Regions from separate parts of the Mus musculus genome. Here region 2 is linked to region 1. The links are chromatin contacts, called in public Hi-C maps. All regions are on one chromosome and are shown on one strand. Each heading gives the region's core, a stretch centred on a gene start, on an enhancer-like site or on the middle of the called end of the contact. The rest is flanking DNA. Distances are from core to core; before and after follow the strand shown. Region 1 has its middle 86 kb from the start of Arhgap28. Region 2 has its middle 23 kb from the start of Gm36312.

The links. Hi-C and Micro-C count contacts between places; a contact is called where the count stands out from the background.
Region 2: a Hi-C map of muscle stem cells shows a contact between it and region 1, with 1.9 times the contacts expected there. The contact joins two enhancer-like sites. A contact is called at or near these places in 1 of 39 promoter capture datasets (the 3T3-L1 cell line), 1 of 15 datasets of contacts at CTCF or cohesin (the NIH/3T3 cell line), 14 of 484 Hi-C or Micro-C datasets (the 3T3-L1 cell line, the Ba/F3 cell line, the C2C12 cell line and 8 more) and 3 of 115 datasets of contacts at active chromatin or transcription factors (embryonic fibroblasts, embryonic stem cells and heart atrium).

What each region holds. Positions count from the first base shown.
Region 1 is chr17:68,087,793-68,091,778 of GRCm38.p6, reverse strand. No RefSeq gene overlaps it. Among named protein-coding and RNA genes, the nearest start is that of Arhgap28, 86 kb to the right of the region's middle. Within about 2 kb of position 2,633, at least 20 of the 459 cell types and tissues checked have an H3K27ac peak or open chromatin away from gene starts, as enhancers often do. A contact at or near this core is called in adipose-derived mesenchymal stem cells and muscle stem cells, where this site is marked.
Region 2 is chr17:68,162,864-68,166,699 of GRCm38.p6, reverse strand. No RefSeq gene overlaps it. Among named protein-coding and RNA genes, the nearest start is that of Gm36312, 23 kb to the left of the region's middle. Within about 2 kb of position 1,394, at least 107 of the 459 cell types and tissues checked have an H3K27ac peak or open chromatin away from gene starts, as enhancers often do. A contact at or near this core is called in adipose-derived mesenchymal stem cells and muscle stem cells, where this site is marked.

The sequences.
Region 1 (3,986 bases), core at 1,384-3,883:
TCATTGTGTCCTGGATTTCCTGGGTGTTTTGGGTTAGGATTTTTTGCATTTTCTTTGATTGTTGTGTCAATAATTTCTATGGTATCTTCTGCACTTGAGATTCTCTCTTCTATCTCTTGTATTCTGTTTGTTATGCTTGCATCTATGGCTCTTGACTTCTTTCCTAGGTTTTCTATTTCCAGATTTTTCTCCCTTTGTGATTTTTTTTACTGTTTCTACTTCCATTTTTAGATCCTGGATGGTTTTGTTCAATTCTTTCACCTGTTTGAATGTGTTCTCCTGTATTTCTTTAAGGGAGTTATTTTTGTCCTTCTTATAGTTCTCCATCATCATCATCATGAGAAGTGACTTTAGATCCATAGCTTGCTTTTCTGGTGTGATGGTGTATCCAGGGCTTGCTATGGTGGGAGAGTTGGGTTCTGATGATGCCAAGTAACCTTGGTTTCTGTAGCTTATGTTCTTATGCTTGCCTCCCACCATCTGATTATCTCATGTGCTCCCTGCCCTCAATATATCTGAGTGAAGCCCGTCCTTCCTTTAATCCCAGTTGAGTCAGAACTTCTCAGAGTCCAGCTTTCTTTGTTACCCTGTGATTCTGGGATCCTGTTTTACTGAGATTCTGGGTGTGTCAGAGTTCTTGACAGTCAAGCTTCCTCTGAGACCCTGAGATCCTGGTGTGACCAAGCTCCTGGGATCTTGGGATTCTGGAATCCCAGGATCCTAAGATCCTGAGTGTGTTAGAGTGCCTGGAAGTGGTACCTCCTCTGGGGACCATGGGCCTGTCTGCTGAGTTCAGGCCCAAGATGGCCCAGTGCTGGTGCTGACCAGAAGAAACCTGAGCCACTGGTCAGGCGGGGTTCCTGTGTCTGTGCTCCAGCTGGTCCCAGGCACCCCAACTTCTGTTGGAACAGATGTTGTATTCCACTCACCAGTGATTCTATGATCCTGGGTGTGCTAGGGTGCCTGGGGGGGGGGGGGGGGTAGAGAGTCCTCTGGGGACCGTGGGACTGTCTGCAGAGTTGGGGCCCAAGGTGGCCTGGGGCTCTACAAAAACTTCTTGAGCTTCAAGTTACAATGTCTCTTCCCACCACACTCATCCACCCATGTTTCTGATGAAAACTGATACTTTTTAATCTAAGCATCCCTCTCCTAGAGGTTTCACACCAAGCAAGTAACACAGTACTCAGGTGGAGAATTCAGATCAGGGAGTTCAGAGGTCAGAGACTGTGCCTTTCCAACTGCCATTAGACTACTGAGAAAGATAAGCAATGTGCTGATCAATGCTACCCACAATGATGTTACCTGTTCAGATCCTGTGGAATTTCTGTGTGCTCCCTCAGAAGTGCTGGGAGTAGTAGAATTACTCAGTTAGTACCTCCTGTTGTCTCTATCCCAGCCTCTTTGGTCCTCAGACCAAAAAATGAACATCATGATAAGGAATGGTCATTTAATTAACGGAGCATTGGCATGTCCCCCTCCCCCACACTGGTCATCCTCTCTCTTGGAGATTTGGTTTTCTGCCATGTTTTATTCTCACCTCTTCCAATCTTGCTATTCCTTTACCTTCATGATGTGTGAATGGGGATTGTCCTCCCATGGCTAGTCAAGACAAAGGGAGCTAATTAGAAGTTGGAAGAAATGATGTCATTCTAGAAGGATGCAGGAATTTGGGCTCCTTTTAAAAATTGAAGCCCTCAGCTTGAGTCACAATATTTCTCATACTGTAAAAGTCTGTTGACATGGTGTATTCTGTCTGTGGTCAATGACACATTTGGCCTGTTGCCTGTTGGTGGTTTTTGGTGTGGTCTATTACTCTATTAGTGATGGCATATTTGGTTTGTTGGTGACAGTATATTTGGTCTGTTGATGATAGTATATTAGATTTCCATGTGTCATCAGTACACACTAGCAGAAAATGTTAACAAGCAAAAGACGTTCCAGTGACTTCCACATTTCTGCAACAGAAGGCAGAAGTTGAAGACTCCCTGAAGGTCAATAAGGGCATGGTGAGCTTAAGGAAAGATGCCTATCTACCTAGAGCCAGCCAAAGGAGAGCCACGGTCTTCGATGGAAGATGTAAGGATTTGAAAGACTCTATATTAAGTTAAAATCCTTTACGTAAGATGGAATTAACTGTAGTTGACATTTCAGATCTGCTGTTCAAGCAAAGATAGATGTTCCAGGCTCTCCAAGGCATGGCTGAGGTGATGTGGGAAATTGTCCTAAGAGTCTGAAACATACTTTCGAAACTTGGAGCAAAAAGTGTCAGATTCTTGGAGCCATTTCATAAAGAAAGTTCTTTTTTTCCTCTCAGCAAGATATACTTCATGCTTCTTTGAGAAAATTTAGAAAAAGGAGAAAAAAAAAAAACTAAAGAGAGACCCATTTGCATAAGTGGGCAGAGGCTGGCATAAAAAAAGAAAAAAGTCCAAATGAATTAGTTTTCCCTTTAGTGAAGTAGGAGGGAGCAAGGAAGAAAGAAGAAAGATAAATTGAACATAATTATCTTAAAACAAAATTCATCCTAAGTCAAGCCATTCCCAATCAAAGGACTCCCACAAAGGCTCTCTGCTAAAGTAGCCATCATTGGCAAAGAGGCCAGATTCTCCTCTCTGCCACTTACCAGGGCACTTAAAGGGCTAGAGTAGGGACTGAACTCCAGTCACTTTGCATCTGTATATGAGCGAATACAAGGATGCCAGGGTTCCTTCAGAGACTCTTCTGCAAACTTTAGGCTTCATCTGCTTGTTTGTTTAGCCTGAGGGGATAAAGGAAATGGCTCGCAATTCTCTTTCAAGTTTTCCATTTATGTGGAAGACAGAGCCTGTTGGTTAGCATTGGCCCAGAGAGTATTTCTAGAATAAAATAGAGCAATGGAAGTGAAGGTTGAACTGACAGAACTTCAGCTACGGCGTTTGGGAGCAGCAGCTTTCAAGAAGCTAGCAGATGGCTTTGGGATATATGTTTGCATCTTTAAAATCTCCTTTTGGCTTTGTGACTTGGCTTCCATGTGGATCTTATTAAACTAGTTTGAATTTGAACCTCAACTCTTTATTACTTAAATCTGGGGTAGTCTCCAAATTCTAATGAGTAACTTAGACCACTCCACTCTTCTCAGGAGGTATGACCATGGCCATGTCTGCCACCACAGCAGTCTCTCTCTTCCTGCCATGCTCAGCAAACATGTTTTTGCTGTTCGTAAACATACATCCACCAAGGGACAGGATGGTTCTCTTTCCAGACAGGTATATAAAGATTTCATTATTTAGCATCTAAGTAACAGGAATCTCTAAGGAACCAAACATCTTTCTGTTTGTAGAGTAAGCTTCCAGGGCAAGAGAACAGAAGAGTGTGAGATTTAATTTTAAAACAAACAAACAAACAAACAAAAAACAGTCTTTTCTCTCACTTTCCAGGCACAAGAAATGCTCAGCTCACTCTACGTCTTCTACATCCACCCTGGTTTTCATTCTCCCGACATCTCTCTGTATTGGGTTGCAAGATGGCTGGAGTTGTGTGCTGAGTGCCCATGGATGTCAGTCCCTGCACTAAGACTGCCTTCCCTACCACACATATGAGATCAGTTTAGGCACAAAGTCTAGTTATGTTCAGGCTAACATACCTCTAAAAAATATGTATCTCTTCTATCCACAACTCTGAAGTGCCCTCCACAATTTCATCCACCACTACACTAAAACTCCATTTCCACTGGTGTCACCTCATCTCTAGTTTTGTGGTAGAAGTATTTACATCTTCCCTTCAAAGGAAAACCAGGAGAAATGCTTTGTTTTGGTTTGGGGTACATGGATGCCCTTGGTTATCTAAGATGGCCTAGAGCTCATGGAATCCTGCTGCCTCAGCCTCTGGAGCGTGGGGATTGCAGGCACCACACCCAGCCAAAGCGACACTCTAACATGGCCAACACAGCAGATACGTCTGTCTCACTCAGCCCTCCTCAAGCCCTTCCGCATAGACGGGAGCACCAT
Region 2 (3,836 bases), core at 145-2,644, 76 kb before region 1:
ACAGACATTAACATAACCACTAGGTGGCAGTGAACTGGCAGAAAAATGCAGATCTGGTGAGATGTTGTCAAAAGAATGGATGAGAGAAGTGGAGTCTTCCTGGGTGCACTATACCTGTCTCCTCCTTGGCCTTGAAGGATCATGGAAGCCATTGCTCACCTTCCAGGCCAGGGTTCTATGGGGATGCTGAAGGCCGCATGAGCAGAAAGCAGCAGGCAAGCCTCTGAGGAAGCCACCTTGTGTTATAGAATCCCACAAGCCTGACGGTTGTATTTCTAATTAGTTCCCGGATCTCGGGGAACTTTCTGTGCCAGACCTCAGTTTCCCTGCCTTCTCTGCCAAAGCATCAGAAGCTTGCCCTCCTCTATAGGGCACAGTGGCCAGGGAATGGTTCTCTGAGGAGCCTCTTGTAGGTAGAAGGGACTTAATAGTGACTTGTATAGAATTTTCCTGAGTTTTCAGGATTTTTTTCAAACTTTTTAATGATAAAGCATGAGTTATTTATTTGTGCTCAAGGATGGGCTCATAGTAAAATAAAATAAGCAAACTACGCAAAAAAAAAAATCTGATCAAGTATTTCCTCCCATTGAATAAGAATGGTCCTTGATGTTCAAAGTTTGGGGAAGATTATAATTTCGGATGTGACCCCCCCCCCATGGGTCCCAACTGTCAGTTGGTTGGTTCTCCATGGTCCTATGCTGTGCTTGTTAGTATGAACGCACAAGTGAAGAAATGCTGGGAGGAGGTAGCTGTTTGCTCCGATTTCCTTTCATGCAGTGGCTTTCACTGTCTGATTTTGCTTTCAGAGCTCACACCTGGCAAAAGAGCTTCACAAAAAAAGCAGGAGAAAAGCTAAGTGATTTCTGCACTCAAGCACGGGAGCTCTCGGTATGGAAAGAGGCTTCTGTGTGAGCGGATACCGGGAGCTCAGAATTGGAAGATGATGTTTAAAAATTTTCCTTCCTGGTGAACATTATCTTCAAAGCACGAAGGCCCCATGCATGGCCTTCGTTCCAGGAAAGATAATTACCGACGTGACACTGAAGAGCAGTGAGGGGGAGGCTGTCCTGATGATGTCATGTTCAAGTTTCTCCTCCTTGGCAGCGCGCTTCCTATCATTTCCCTGTGACTATGCAGCTTCTCCTAGACTGCCAATCCTCAGGGTCAGAAGCCACACTTTCTCCTGTTTTGTTTTGTTTTCTTCTTTCACTGTAATCTCCAGGAAGCTTATAGCTAAGTGTACAATACTCTCTTTGAAGATATTAGATAAACGTGGAGCTTTTAGCTTTATGTTGGAAAATTCTGGCATACCAGTTAAGATATTTTCAGAGTGAGACACATCTGGGAGCTACGTGGACTCTTTCAGCAAACACTTCATTACGTGTGACTCAGAGAAGGAAACCGAGCCTAAGCATTTGAAGGGGCTGGAGGCAGAGCTCATACAGTGAGTGAGGCTGAGGATAATTGGGAGGCGGGTTTCTCCTGTGCTTTTGCACATGCAGGTTAATAAACAGCCATCTATATGTAGTGGGTTAAGTTAAAAGCAATTCCAGCTGGGTTGTTTTCATCAAAAGTCATAGCATAAGGGCTCCTTGCCCTCAGTGCCATGGGAAAACATTAATAAGAAATCAGTCCTATGGGTAGGCAGCTAATGAGAGCAGATGAATTCAGTCAGTCAGTGAATGTCAGCCAATCAGATGTCAGTCAAGTGATGGAACCACAAAGAGACCAGGGGGTTCCCTTAGTGAAGTCCCAATGACTCCCCTGAGCCTGGGAATAAGCCTAGCTCCTCAGCAAGACAATCCTGGCTTTAGGCTGTCTCTTCTCCCTTTGCTCCTTTGGCTGAGAGTCACATCTAAGTCAGCTGGGCGCCTCTGCCCTTGGACTTCCTGCCTCTCCACAGTTCACGTCCCAGTAAAAGTTACTCATCCCCAGAATCCAAGAGGCAGGGCTACTACTCTCTGAAGGCATCTCCATTGTCACAGCACACCTTCTGGAAAAGCATTTTGATAATTGTATTTTGTATGTGCTCCTTCAAGAACTCTGAGGGGTTTGAGGGAAGGGAGACTTCTAAGTTGATCCTACTTCCTGGTCATGGAAAGAGTGAAGACATTTTGTCCACCTGGGAGGAGTCAAAGTCTAGCTGACTATAAGAAAGTCTATGGTGAGCAATTTAAAAAGAGAAGTAGCAGGGACTTCACTTTGTCACCTGGCCTGTCCCGACCTGGAGTCCTACCCCTGTTGGAGTCCCACAGATGGGATGGAGAACCGGCCTAAGCTTGCATGCTAGTAACTGTATATCAAGTATCTGGTGCGATGATTTCCATAGTTTGACACCCACCCCCACCCACCCCCAGCAAGTATGAAGGCCTACTGCCATTTCATCTGAGATGTCACTGTTGTTCATGGTGTCACTTAATGGGTTTCCAAGTAACTATGTGTATAAAAGTAAGTTATTTTTTCTTGTAACTGGTAAATCAATACCCTGCCCCACCCCCACCCCCCAAGGCATTATTTGATCCTATGGAAGCATGATTAAGGGAGGGTTGGTTTGCTAACCCTCAGGGATCTGGGGAGGTCTATTTTGAGGTTTTTGCTTTGTAAGCTTCAAGGAATCCTAAGGGTCATTTAGGAGGAGGTCTGCAGGCTGAGGAAGGAATCAATAAATTCCTTGTATCTTCAGAAATGCAATAGCTTCCTCTGACTCTAAGAATCCATTTGAGCCAGGGGTTCATTTGTAAGTTCTTTTGTGTTTTTTCCCATCAATTTCAAAGGAAACTGTATGAATAAATGTTTTTCAATGTCTGACTGCAAAAATATAACCCAAGCTGTCACATCTGTTATCCATGTGAGTGACTAGGTTAATTTTCCAGCATGCGTTTGGCCACAGTGGAGATTATGTATCAGCCAGGCATGTGTTACTTGGTTTAAGTCCAGCTTCATAATTTGTCACAATTTTTGGCATATTCAACTCTCCAGTTACTTGGATAGAATTTTTCTAAATGACTTTTTCTAAAGCTCAGCCAACAGACTCACGGCTAACACAAACAACAGTTCCATTGTCTTTGTTGGATGAATTCTGTTCGCCATGTGGTCTATCCCTTTGAAAATCTCTCAACTGAAAAGCGATAGTGTTTTCCTATGGCAGAGTTATCTTTTAGTTGACTGTTGCTGCTCTTTTCCTCCAGGGTGCTTTGCTTAACATGTGTTTGTTATGATATACAGTTTTTTGTTATGGAAAATTCTGGGTCTGATGACTAGTAGACAAGGTAAAGCGGTGTGCTCATCTGGCTTTGATCTTCACCAGCTCATAAGCAAGAGTCTTTCTTCTGTATGGCCCCCTCAGTCCTTCCCCACTCTCTGAATTGCTTTTAAGCAGTTTAAAATGTCATATTACCTCTGAATATTAAATAAATATCTATGTATTATATACACATCTATGTCCTTTTTTTTAAAGAAATAAGGCCTTTACATGTTAAATGTTGCTTCCATATCAATAAGCATGTGACTTCCTTCCACATAATTCTGCACAGTTTTCGGAATGCAATCTTCCTTGAAGTCATTAAACATGGTCAGACACTAACTGTATTGATATACTTAAGCGGTGTATTATTATTCTTACTGGTGTGGATACTGTCCTGTATTTAGCCCATGGGAGCTTATCTAACAGCTATCAGTTCTGTTTAGTGGGATCTAAGTAATCCTTGGTACTCTCTTTTACACCTGGTTTGAGAAGATGTCGTAAGACCTGCTGAGTCCTCTAGTGAGACAGCACTAGAAGAAAAACACTTGGGTTGTGTGCTGATTGCTCTTCCACCAGCCTCTGTCACTATACC